3 separate regions of the Mus musculus genome follow, and regions 2 and 3 are each linked to region 1. Evidence: chromatin contacts called from public Hi-C and HiChIP or PLAC-seq data. All regions are on one chromosome and are shown on one strand. Each heading gives the region's core, a stretch centred on a gene start, on an enhancer-like site or on the middle of the called end of the contact. The rest is flanking DNA. Distances are from core to core; before and after follow the strand shown. Region 1 holds the start of Spef2 (sperm flagellar 2). Region 2 has its middle 45 kb from the start of Il7r. Region 3 overlaps Spef2 (sperm flagellar 2).

The links. HiChIP or PLAC-seq counts read pairs in DNA pulled down with a chosen protein or histone mark. A called contact is a pair of places that touch in the nucleus more often than the background predicts.
Region 2: a contact with region 1 is called in a RAD21 HiChIP or PLAC-seq map of pro-B cells, with 10 times the contacts expected there. The contact joins the enhancer-like site here to the promoter of Spef2 in region 1. A contact is called at or near these places in 6 of 39 promoter capture datasets (the C10 cell line, the HPC-7 cell line, embryonic stem cells and 2 more), 1 of 15 datasets of contacts at CTCF or cohesin (pro-B cells), 13 of 484 Hi-C or Micro-C datasets (CD4 T cells, CD8 T cells, DN3 thymocytes and 6 more), 7 of 115 datasets of contacts at active chromatin or transcription factors (the 230-238 cell line, CD8 T cells, DN3 thymocytes and 3 more) and 2 of 9 other capture datasets (adipose tissue and liver).
Region 3: a contact with region 1 is called in a Hi-C map of CD8 T cells, with 2.9 times the contacts expected there. The contact joins the enhancer-like site here to the promoter of Spef2 in region 1. A contact is called at or near these places in 4 of 39 promoter capture datasets (the C10 cell line, embryonic stem cells and pre-B cells), 11 of 484 Hi-C or Micro-C datasets (CD4 T cells, CD8 T cells, Th17 cells and 5 more), 7 of 115 datasets of contacts at active chromatin or transcription factors (the 230-238 cell line, CD8 T cells, DN3 thymocytes and 4 more) and 2 of 9 other capture datasets (adipose tissue and liver).

What each region holds. Positions count from the first base shown.
Region 1 is chr15:9,747,007-9,751,380 of GRCm38.p6, forward strand. It overlaps Spef2 (sperm flagellar 2), which reads right to left and starts at 1,862. Exons shown (of 37, transcript NM_001305042.1): 1 at 1,706-1,862. The coding sequence starts at 1,763.
Region 2 is chr15:9,573,089-9,577,462 of GRCm38.p6, forward strand. No RefSeq gene overlaps it. Among named protein-coding and RNA genes, the nearest start is that of Il7r, 45 kb to the left of the region's middle. Within about 2 kb of position 1,898, at least 47 of the 459 cell types and tissues checked have an H3K27ac peak or open chromatin away from gene starts, as enhancers often do. A contact at or near this core is called in the 230-238 cell line, CD8 T cells, DN3 thymocytes and 7 more, where this site is marked.
Region 3 is chr15:9,594,493-9,598,866 of GRCm38.p6, forward strand. It overlaps Spef2 (sperm flagellar 2), which reads right to left. Exons shown (of 37, transcript NM_001305042.1): 31 at 2,811-2,917; 32 at 2,021-2,203. Among named protein-coding and RNA genes, the nearest start is that of Il7r, 67 kb to the left of the region's middle. Within about 2 kb of position 2,394, at least 30 of the 459 cell types and tissues checked have an H3K27ac peak or open chromatin away from gene starts, as enhancers often do. A contact at or near this core is called in CD8 T cells, Th17 cells, Th2 cells and 4 more, where this site is marked.

The DNA.
Region 1 (4,374 bases), core at 612-3,111:
AAAATCTTCCATCATACCCACAGAACAGCTTATCTAATGAGATGATATCTACAAGAGTCAGTGTGTTCTATTAAGTACACAGGAATTCTATCTTGATCAAATATATTCCCTGTACTCTGGATAGCCCTTTACATGCACAATTTGACCACATCAGAGTCTGTGTACTTAGTCTTCTTGTAGCAATTGGGTTTCAGAAATGGTTGCCTTGCTAGTGTTTAAAATGAGATTATCATGGAGTGTCTCTGCTAACGAGTTCCAGATTTATCCTGCAGGAAAAGACAATCTGGGAATTTTCCATTCATAGCTTGTGGTGTTATAATTTTTATTTAAAATGTCTCCAAGCTTTTAATCTTCACAGAATGAAGTCATACTTTCTTCCCAAACCATATTTCTCAAACTTATTAGTATTAGAACAGCATGTAATGTTTTCATGTGTATGGTTAACTCTATTTGCTTGTCCCCAAAGTGTCTTACTCTGCAAGGGTCCTGTGGACTTGAGGAAATGGTGTGGATCTTATTATGAAATAAATGAACCAACTTAAGCTAAGAAATGTGTAACTGCTCCCTCAGAGTAGTGCAACCTTGGGTGTGATACTGCATTTTGGTGGACAGTACTGTGAGAGAGAAAGAGGAAATGATACATGATAAATACTGTCCTGAGTTTAGCATCCTATTTGAGCTGAGAAACTCTCAGAGAACCAAGGAGACAGGACAGGGAAAAAGAATCTATCATTGCTCAAAGCAGGGTGGAGAAGCCTTGGGATATAATAAGTCTAATGTTTATGCCTCACGTAATGCAACTTGGAATATTCCTCACTGAAGATCCTTAGATATCTCACACCTGCACAAATACTACTTACTGTCCTAGCAACTTCTATGGATGACCCAAGGGTGAACTGGCACCGCTGCTCCCATTGGTAGCAACTGGTAGAGAAGCAAGAGAACCTCTGGGAGGTCATGTTGAAATGATTCGTTTTGAAAGCATCTTGCCTGAAGGAAAATCCGTAGCAATTGAAAATGAGCTACCAATAAAGAAACAATAATTCCTCCCCCAGCGAGGAGAAGAGGAAGTGTCTGGTTGCCACTAAATCTGACTTGTTTGTAACTTCCTGGGCCATAAGAATTTAGAAACTTCATGTACAACTTTATGCCTCTGCTAAAATCAAGTAAGGTTAGCTTAGAAAAGGTACCTCAAATGGCCAAAGTTGATAAAGGATAAAGGAAGCTTAAAGTTCCTAAAACTGACAAATGTTAACAGATCTACAATTGTTGTTAAGCAGGGAGAGTGCAAGTGGATCTAATTTATACTGGAGGAAACACAGAAAAAAAGTTGTAACTGTTGAAAGCACTTCCTGCGTGGATTCGTCTTGCACATTTTGATGCGGATGTCATGAAAGCAAAGCAACAGTCAGACTACAGACAGGAACAACTTTTACTCCACACAGGAACAGACCAGTACCTAGAACTTAGCGTCCCTTAGTAATAGAGAGTAGATCAGAAAATCTGAGGGCTAAGACCACGTGATGAGGTCTAATGTCAGAGGCATGATGAAATAAGAAAGCCCCAGTGTGGCTAGGTAGCACTGAGGAGGGCAGGCCAGCACTGCCAGGCACTGCTAGACACTCTGGAGCTACTTTCTATCAGCACCCCCACCCCACCATCCCGTGCTTGCTTCAACTGCTTGCCCTTGGCTGAGTTCACTCACTCACGGTCCGGGACACCCTCAACTCCTGGTTGAGCCACTGGCACAGGATTTCCGACATAGCTCACTGGTGAATTTGACTGCTTGCAGGTGCTAGGAACTTTCCAGGAACTCAGTCAGCTGGACTGCGTCTTCCCGTCGCCCAGGGCAACCAGTTGCTAAGGAAGCTCTTTCAGGCTGGAGCTAGGTCGCCGGCTCAGAGAGGAGGAGGCCCCACTGCATAGCCGTAGTTATCAGAAATTGTTGTCTGCCCCCTACTGGCTTGTAAGACCTGAACCTGTGCTAGTGCAAAAAGAAGGCCTAAAGAGTGTGAGCAGCATTATGAACTAACCAGTACCCCTGAGCTCTTGACTCTAGCTGCATATGTATCAAAAGATGGCCTAGTCGGCCATCACTGGAAAGAGAGGCCCATTGGACACGCAGACTTTGTGTGCCCCCGTACAGGGGAACGCCAGGGCCAAAGGGGGGGAGTGGGTGGGTAGGGGAGTGGGGGTGGGTGGGTAAGGGGGACTTTTGGTATAGCATTGGAAATGTAAATGAGCTAAATACCTAATAAAAAATGGAAAAAAAAAATAAAATGTATTTTCCAAAAAAAAAAAAAAAAAAAAAAAAGAGTGTGAGCAGCAATTATAATAAGAGGTTTCTTAAAAAAAAAAAAAAGTCATTGCCAGATGAACTATAAACCTTGATTTCTCTTCTGTAAATAACCAAGGATAGACTATATAGAGTTATTTGAAATCATAAGCTGGTTTGAAAAGTGGTAATGTGCACTGAACTGTAATTTGTTCAATAAAAGCAATTCTCTAAATTATTCATTGTAATACTTTTATAATTTATTTTTTTTACTATCAATAAGGCCCAAGTTTCACAATGAGGTTTATGTGAGCCATCCTGTCTGGCTTTGATTTCACAAATTCTTTGCCCCGGAAATAATGACTTAATGTCTTTGAACCTCACCGTTCTTTCCTTTAGATGCAGACACAATGCTTGCTTTACAAGTTGAGGAAGTTAAATGAAAACTCACATACTCTGATGACTTGCTTCTGGTAGAAGACCAGCACATGCTTCAAAATTGCTTTTTTTCTTGTAAGGCAATGAGAGGGCTTGCATCTCATCCATGCTTCAAGTAGATCGGAGTTGCTTGTGTTACAGAAGGCAATTATTTCACATAGCTGGTTTGAATTTATTCATGAATGTCCATTTTCACATAGAGACTCATGCCAGTTTCTAAAGCTCAGTTGGCCTCTGAGCTTTCATTTCTTCACCTTCCCTCTTGACCACCCTCTAGTTTCCTCTTCTCTGCCTGTTTTAGAGTGACCTAGCTCAGTTGATATCTACTTTTGTAAATGCTTTCTGCCTTCAGGACCAAAATAACCACCAGGTTGAGTGTTCTCTTTAATTGTCCTGTGTGACATGCACAATTCCTAAAGTCCTACTATACCTCTTTACTTAAACACTAACATGAATTCCACTACTATGTATTTATCGATGGCTAGACTCCTCAATGAGCCAATAAAAAACCCTTAAAGGGAACTGTACATAATTGACTTGGGTAGAAAAATAAAAAGGCATTGAATGTAATAAGACAAAAATATGTATATATTCATAAGGAATATTTTTGCTTTATATATGTATCTGTGTGTGCACTAAGTGTATGTGTGTATTTGCATATAGAGTAAAGGATATTTCTTACCATTCTCCAATAGACAGTTACAAACTCATGGCTGCACAGACAACCTCAGTAAAAAAAATATGTGGGTTATAAAATCATAACACAAAGCTATAAATGTGAGGTAGGCAAACGTAGGGGAAGGTGGTGGTCAGAAATCAAAGAAAGTGTAGTGAGAGTATATATAATGAATATTGTGTGGAAGTGTGCATGCTTACACACATCAGCAAACAAATAAAATAAACTTTTAAAAGCAGTATAGCACATGATAAAGACACACTGAAAACTCTTTAAGCTCTAGCTTCAACTCAAACATATTTGTAAGCCACAAACGTTTACCGTAGCCCCAGGGAGTCAGTAACTTCCATACTTCTTTCTACTCTTGATAAGAGCTTTATTGTGATTTAAATATCACTGTGTATTAAGTTAACCAGCATTTCTGAACACTTATGACATGCTAATCTTGTTTAATCCTATTTCTTCTACTTTACAAAATCTTAGCAGTTTTTGCGTTGCAATTGAAATTAAATGATAGGCTTTCCCAGTAACTCTCTAATGAAGGTTGTCTGATTCATTGAATGTTTAATTCCACATTACCGCCCATTTAATTCCACCATGAGCAATACATTGCTGTGCAAAGTCCTAAATTTTTAATCACTAGTTGTATCAAATCCTGTTCTTTAACTAACATCATAATTCCTCCCCAAAGTTACTTCATTTAACAGTCGGTGACAGACTTTTCCTCTCAGGTCCAGTAGGCTCCGATGCTCCAGTAGAATCTGAATGGGCACATTTGTTCTCTATTTTGCAAGCCCAGAACTGTTGAAATTCTGTGGTGTGAATCAATGTGTGCCAAGAGGCCTTTTAACACACATCACTTATTTTATAATATATGAATTAAGTTATGCAATTTATTGTTCCTTTGTGCTATGGGCTGGGAGCAATCCCTCTGGACAAACATGGTAATCACAAAAGGATGTGTGAACATGGGAAATGGCTTTCC
Region 2 (4,374 bases), core at 648-3,147, 170 kb before region 1:
ATGCAACCAGCCAAGAGGAAAATAGGAGATGGAGTGTACTAGTTAATCTGCTCAGTTCTGCCTCTGCCAGAGTGCTGCACTGCACTGATGAAAGAGACAATCTTGAATTCAGACTCCCAGAGAATGACATGTAAGGGGGCACAGGGCACTAGAGGGGTTAACAGTGATGGGGTATTGAGATTCTCAATGTGGAGACCAGTGGTTTGTAACTTACTTAAAATGATGTCCTCTGGAAAGTCTGACCATAGGAAAGTGACAAACCATAAGTCATGTAAAAGTCTCGTACACTATATTTATTTATTTTATGCAACGTTGGACCACATAGCATTATAAGACATTTGAATTAATCATTAACATTTAAAACCCAAGGGACTTTGCAAAATGTTCTGAATTTATTTTCAGCTAACATTTGGTAGTTGCCAGTTAACGTGTGCTCTGCCCCTTGTCATGCCAATAGCTAACCTTGTGCTATGGCCCTTTGCCAAGCTCTGTGACCTCCCTAGCTAACCTTGAGCATGAAGCCAATTGCTATTTATCATAAGGCTTGCTCTCCATTTTCAATTAAAGAACTTAAGGAGAGAGTGAACTATATCTTGTACTCCTTAAAAAAAATGGAAACGTTAGAAAAAAAAAAGACTAGGAAATCACTTTTAAAATATTTTGGGGGGAGTTATAATTACAATATTTATCCCTTTTCTTTCTCTCTCCAAACTCTCTTATATATTCCTTCTGCTCTCCTTCAAATCTATGGCCTCGTTTTTAATTGTTATTCCATGTACATATGACATATATGCATGTATATATATATATATCCTGTTAAATAATGTTACTTGTATGCATGTTTTCAGGGCTTCCCATTTGGCCATTGGTGTTCTCATCCTTGAGTAAGAACAACTCTCCTGCTCCCATCCTTCTTTAGTTGCCTATAGTTCTCTGTGAAGAGTTAAGCTTTTACCTATCCATTCTGTCATGTCCTTGTTCAGCTCACCTTTAGGAGGTCATATTGGTAAGACTTTATGGGTATAAGAAATCAATTTCTGCATTTCTGGTCTGTTGCATATTTTGAAGAAGACTACCCAGAAATCTGTATTTTCAGCCCATGCTCCAAATAGCCTCATAATCATGTAATAGGAGAAATCAGAGAAATTTTGCATACTGAATGTGCCTTCATTTGACCACTACATCAAACTTAGATGTATAAAAGAAACCTTTATTATTATGGCTCCTATGTTGCAGTGGCTTTGCTTGAGTAGTAGAGTCTCAGAACTCAGCTCTTTAGAGGTTTAATGTCTAAAATGTTTCTCAGACAAAGGAATTAAACTCTATGCGAGTTTCTTCCTGGTTAAAAATCCCAGATTCTTGCTAAATATTCATGCCTTGCCTCCTTTTGTTATATCCTGAGCATAGTAAAATACACCTTATATAAATGTTTAAAGGCCAACAGTGAGTGTATCTTTATCAAAAATATATTAAAAAAAAAACATTACGTGATAGCTACTTCTACTTCTTTAAGAAAATGTCATCTATTACAACTATGCTCATCAGCTTGAAGGAAGTTGCCTGCTTAAAATATGACAGTGGTCTAGTCTTACATGCCATTTTAAAGGAAGTTTCTAGTCTGTGGTCCTGGCAGAATGAATCAAACTCTTAAATGCAGAAATTCAGAAGAAACATGTAAGGGGTTCTTGTAGCATCTGGAAGCTAAGTGGTGCCTTCCAACGCACGGAGGTAGCATGCCAGCAAAGACTTTAATTTGCAGGGACTTTGGTACGAAATGGGCTCAGACAGTGAAAGTGGAGGGGAAGAAGACTAAGCTCTCCGCCTCCAGAGTACATGGTGAAGCCTGTCGTATACTAGAAGGATGTTGTGGTTTCTGCCTGGTTTGTGGGGGCATAGCAAGGTGAGGATGTTTAAGAAATGGTGAACAGAGTAGCTGTCTCCCTGTGGTTAGCCTGAAGTTAGCAAAAGATACAGCAAGTGTTTGAGCTGAAATGCTCAAGGCACACCTTTGAGCCCCCTGGTCCCCTTTGGGGCTTTGAACTGCAGCCACAAGTCTGGGCCAGCATCTCTTTCCAGATTTGTTTTGAAGCAAGCTTGAAAACAACATTTTCTTTGTACTTATACTTCGAATCTTAGGGTAATCTGCTTGTGACTTTGCTTACGTCTGGCTCAACAGGATGCCCAGAGATGCCTCTGTGTATCAAGGCTTTGTTGTGGAACTGACATGAAAACTTTTGGGAGTAGATGGAGTTGCACCTGTAGGTGACATGATGTGTTTTATTAGGCCAAATCTAGTGAAATGTGAAAAGAGGTGGAATGAATTGCAAAGGGTATCAGGAAAGAGTCATGGCAGCTTTGTTTAGAAAGGAGACAAGCAGGAGAAAGTAAGGTTGGTGGTGGCTTCATAACTGGCCTGATTAGGGTAACACCAGGGTCAAGGTCCTAAAAAGAGATGACTGGAATAAACTATGGATCTCACTAGCTTTCATAAATCCTTGCTTTCTAGTAATGTATACTCTAATGTGGTTCTATGTATAGATTTAGTATAAACAAGTGTGAGGTTAGGAGGAAATCTCCTCCCTACCAAGTTAGTTTACATTTCTAGAATTGTGTTGATGGGAGATGTCTTTTGTTCATGATGGGAGCTTGAGTGCCATTGAGACAGGGGTGGCCATTGTGAGGGTTATCTATCTATAGCAATAGTGACTGAGATTTGGGTGTGAGGGAAGAGGCCGAGTTAGCTTTGAAAGTTTGAATAAGGGAGACTAGGAGAATCTGCGACATTTCCATAACTACAGGACTGGTTAGGAGAACTTTAGAGATGGATGGGGCCATAGTCATCCAAGCAAGTACTTAGCACCTACACCCACTTTACTTCACTGTAATCTTCAAATAGAAAACATCAGGATTGGGTAGAGAAACAGCTTCATGGTGTTATTTTAGTTCTCTAGAAAGGATTTTTCAAGCACTGCTCAGAGAGTACTAGAGGAAGAACTGATACATCCTTGGTGAAGACTGCATCAAAATGGCCCATTAGGTAGAGAGTAGCTAAGAAGAGAGTTGATGGTTCACAACACAATGGCTCACTAGAGATGGGATGTTAGAAGAGTTAAGGCTGCGAAGTACTAGATGACTGTCCTCACACACATCCCTGATAGCTGCTACCCTGCCCAATCAGAGCACATATGTTCGTCTTGCAAGAGGGGCCGTTATCACTCACCACATCACCAAGAGTGGCTTATCCTTAGGGAACACAGAAAAGCTACTTCATCTGAACAGCTTGTGTGGTTTATACTTTTATTTCTTGTCAGCACTTGGTAATCACAGCATAACCCAGATATCCTCTGTCTCATCAAATCTTATTGCTGTTTGATTATTGTTTACATTCTTTCTAAACCCAAACTTTCTCTTCTCAAAGCCAAGGACTTCTGGGTTTCCTTGCAGATATACTGTGATTCTTTTTTAATAGATAACATGTAAGTATAATGATATATAGGTATTATATAGTGTATATATTTAAGACCACATGATATAAAGCATGCAAATATGCAAAATGCATACATGCACATGACTTATATAGCTAATAAACTATAATTCTATGTAACATATTCTATTTATCTGTGTTTATAGCACATGATGTAAAACTGTGTGTCCATGAACTGTGTAGAAAGTTGCTGTTGAGATCTTGCCACAGCAGATCACAGAAAAATTAGCTTATCCCTTATTTTAACTGTTACATTACCATTAGTATTCCAAGGATATCAGCATCCTAAGGATAACATAACACATTATGTTAGGTTAGATTTAGTTTGAATAAAGAACAGCTTTTGGTTTAAGGCACCACTAAGCTATAGTTTCTCCACCTTGTGCTTGTGCAGTTGGTGTTTTATACACAAACAAAAAACGAGGTAAGTATGTGGCTTTGGGGTTGAAAAACTGGCTTCTAGTTTCTGTCTATATTTATAGCTCTGTAACTTTTAGCAGTTACATAAACCTCCTCTGCATTATTTGTCAGTGGTAATCTTATGAATTAGTGAGATTAAATTAGATAAAGAATTCTGTTTTTATTTGTTGGAATGTTTTTAAGACAGATTGGTTGGAGATAACACCTCCTTTGAACCTATGGTAATGACCTCCTAAGGACCTATGGTAATGACCTCCTAAGGACAGTTGCCTGGACAGCTGTTCTAAGATCTGATTCTTTATTGAAGAGGAAGAGATTGTTCCTTGAAGTGGACACAGCTAGATGTGAGGACCTGTAAGCTTTCACAAAACCTGTAAATTTTATGGAAGTGGAAGAAGCATCCAGAAATCGGCTGTGCATAGATGACTTATTCCTAGGACCTTCAGAAATACATGCTGTATGAGCAGAGT
Region 3 (4,374 bases), core at 1,144-3,643, 150 kb before region 1:
CTACATTATACAATTCCATAGTCTGAGAATACCTCTACAGAGGACAGCTTGTGAGAGTGACATCAGGACCAGAAGGCGAAGACAAAGACTTTATGGTCATTACTTAGCCACAGAATAGATTGTGAACAACTTAGGAGTGGCAGTAATCAGCATACTTCTAGATGGCTGTTGTGAACTTGCAATTGGTAAAAGGGGAGGGACAGAACAACAGAAGACAGAGTAGACATCTCCTTCTTCCCAGAAATCTCTATTTCAGCACCAAAGTTATGTTGCATTACTGCTCTAATGTGACATGTTCAATAGATCATATAAAATCTTCTAGAAATGGTTTTTATTTTTCCCCATTTGCTTGTATGTATGTATGTATGTATGTATGTATGTATGTATGTATGTATGTATTTGTGAGCCATCAAGGGTTGGAAATCTGAAAAAGGCATGCAGTAGTGTCAGTGTCCTAGGGCATCTGGGAGTAGGAAGTAAAGGAAAATGATCAGCTATTCCCAGAACACAGACAGTGATCATGTAAGGACTTGTGTTCTCCTAAGTGCATTTGGTCTATCATTCTGCAAGAAAGTCCTGCTTTTGATAAATGGCTCTTGTTTGGGATTGGCATTTTTGGAAATGCTGCCAGCAACATTTGTTCTGTTGTTTGTAAAAGACGTTCAATGTGATACTTTGTGTCAATCAACAACTTTAAGGTTTGTTCAGTTGCCCACTTCTTAAACATCTTAAGCCACACAGAGCAGAACTCAGCATATATTCTGTTCTGCTGTTCTCAGGTTCAAATGAAGTCGTCATAGCAAATTGTAAGCAGTGCTAATATTCTTAACCCACTGTTTGACAAGTGCATACATCAGAGCTCAATTAGCCAAACTAGCATCCTGATCAGCCATAGAGAAACTCATTAGGATCCACGTGTTGCTTCATTTGTGTGTGAGCACAGGAAGCTCTAGGCTAACTAATCAAAAGGATGTCAGCTACTAATTATAAACAAGGCAAGACAGGAAGATCTGTCAGCTTTCAGTGATGAAACACTTGGGAGATAAATTGCTACAGGTCATCTCCCTGCTTCTAAGTCTGAGCCCTATTCTAAGTGATCCCCTCCTCTGTAGTTGTAGTGATGTGGAAGGGTGAACAAGGCACATTCAGTCAGTAGAGATGAGACAAGTAATCTAGGCACCCTTGTCAGTTAGAGAATTATAACACTAATCCTAACATTCAAATTCTGGACAAATGTATTAAATGCTCATATACCTGACCGGATGACTAGAATATCTATCTATCTATCTATCTATCTATCTATCTATCTATCTATCTATCTATCTATCTATCTATCTATCTATCTATAATCCTATTGACCAATTAATTTCTTTATTTGGAGTCTAGCTTCTGTATTCAAAATTCCCCAATCCTGTTGTACAACAGGCCTCCAGTGACACTCTGCCAACCAATTCCAATGAGCAGGTATTATGTTCTGGATTACCATCACTTTTCTTAGATGAGCTCCTTCATGCACGTTCCAATATTCAGAATTCCTGTGGATAGCAGTTAGACCCTTTCTGCCTTAAATATTCATGTACATTTTAAGCTCATTCAGTTAAAACAAGTCGCACCATCCACTAACCCAATTCCAAAGGAGCAAAACAGAAGCATCCAAGGCCACCAAGTTCTTCATTCCTGCCCTTCCCATTCCTTGGGAGTATAGGGTGCCTGGCAGTGGATCATTTAAAGCCCTGCATGTGGTTTTAATATATAGCCACAGGAATAATTACTAGCTGAGAACTCAGGAGAAAAATAATGAAGATTTTTGTGACTTTATTAGGGACCCTTAGTTCTGCAGGAAATTTTTTACTTTAATATTTTTTTCCTAATGCTTTGCCTGGGTATGGAAGCCAAACTTCTGTCCTGGACTTTGATTCTGTCTGTGCTGCCTATGTATGAGCTTCTTAGGAGCACGAGAGTGGCCAGAAATGTGATGTGTCAGCAGTGAGCTGGGTACTTGTTAAGAGAACTGGTCTACCTGCTTATACTGTTCGTAGGTGATGGTGCCTGTCTGTGCTTCATCCAGGGCCTTAAACCTCTGCAGGGTGTCCAGAAGCTCATCCTCCAGGGCCATGGGCCACGGCATGGCTGTGACCATCAAGAACTTCCTCCAGTCCACGAACTCTGTGTTGACTGTTAATAAAGATGTGATCTCCTGCAACTGGAAGAACATAGGGGCTCTCACTGGGAAGTTTGGCCAACTAACTTGAAGCTACTCCCACTTAGGCTTTCAGAGCTTGGTGCCAAGGGAAGAGGGATTTCACCTTGGCAGCCAGAGCCAGTTCTGACTTGGGTTTACTTTCGTTTTCTATTCTAACAACGGAGCCACACCAGGCAACTGTTTTGACATTTGTGATTTTTGTGTACCCTGCTCATCTAATTCACTAAGGTCAGTTAGCCTGGTGTCTTTTAACCAGTGGAAGGTTAAAGTCTGGGGAAGTAACATATTAACAGGGTAGTGCAATATAAACATTAAACTTCCTAGGGTCTTGACAATGAAAATATGATGAAAACCAAGCACTCTCAAAACTCAGCTTCTGTTCCTTGTTAAGGTATTTGTAAACCACTTGTAATTGGGTTGCATCTCCCAGTGTCTGAAATGGTTAAATGTTAGTCATCAATAGCATGGCTTACTTCCGACATCATTCACTCATTTAAATGTCATTGGTTTCTTGCTAATGCTGCAAACTGGTTGCCTTAGAACTATTGATTCATCAAGTAAGACCTGCATTAAGGCCTTTTAGATGCCAAACAGAACAGAAACTTACGTCCAGTTGGCTGAGGTGCATCCAGCTGCTAGGGAAGTTATTGGTTCCAAGGTTTAGGGTAATCAAATCAAGCAGAATGTCACTGAAGGCTTTATTTCCGATTATGCCTACAACACAGTGAAACAGTTATTTATTTATTTATTTATTACCATTTTTACTGGAATTACAGTTTATTCTGCTAAAACAGAAATAATGCCTAGTAACTCTCTTACTTACTTGGTCTTGTGTTTCTCTAGAGAGAAAGAAGCTACCTTAGAAACATAAAATAAAATAAAATAAAATAAAATAAAATAAAGTAAAATAAAATAAAATAAAAATTCTTGATGTTCTTTTTGTTATCTCTGTAAAATGTCCTCTTTCTTTGGTCCAGGAAAAAAAATAACAGTCATTTCTAATTGAGCAAATATTAAAATTGCATAATTCTTAGGTTAAAATTTTATGGCAGCATGATGGTGGTGGTGCACACCTTTAATCTCAGTACTCAGGAGGCAGAGTCAGGAGGATCTCTGAGTTTGAGGCTAGCCTGGTCCACAGGATGAGTTCCAGGACAGCCAGGACTTTTACACTGAGAAATCTTGTACTGAAAACAACAACAACAACAATAACAACAACAACAAAAACCTTTGATATTTGTTTCAAACAGGTTAAAAAATTTAAAAGCATCACTAAATTTTATTGTATCCAATTGGACACATGAGCAAAACATTTCATATTTCAATTCCAGACCTGCAAGATGACAGCCATAACATAGGTAGCACCTTCTCCCCAGATTGTCCTCCAGTTGGTGATGGCTTGCTTTTGTAACTGTAGGGAGACTTGGATGGCCAAGTCAATGACATTGACGGTGACAGTTAGCCATATAATGGCACTGTATTTCCCTCTGCCTTGCTATTGTACACTAATATATTTTAACATATCTAAGAGACACATCTACTTAGATTCTTATTCCAAACTGCATGCACATGCACTAGAAAGAGAGAAACAAAACAAAAAAATTAAAAAAGAAAAAAAAACAACGAACAAACAAAAAGCCAGCAGTGGTACCTTTTAGAATTATGGGAGACCAGTTATATATATCCACGTATCTGGGAGGTGTGCCGTAGAGAGTCATTCTTTTTTGCAGTTGTTCTTTAGATTAGACACAGCATCCTAATGTTTCCACTTATATCTGAGTTTTTCCTGTGTCTGAGAGTCCACATGAACCTTATTGTTTTTTCTAATCTCCAGAGAAATGCAGCTCTCCCTTTAAAAATGTCAGTGGTTCAAACCACATGCACAATTCCGGGTTTGTAAGGTAGTGTTATGAGTAGCAAGTGTCCACCCTTATTCTTTTGAAATAATTAGCCATCCACAGGTAATTCCGTGATGAACTTTATGTTGTTTTAATTTTACTGAAGTATTTGGTATTAGTGAGGGTGAACAATTTCATGGGTAAAAATGTCCCTGTAAATAAAGGTTTAAATAATGCCACACTGGGTTTCAGATATTAGAAGTAAATCAGTTATTTTATTCAAGATGGGATCACAAACAAAATCTATTAAAACTGCAAAGAGTAACAAAGCAC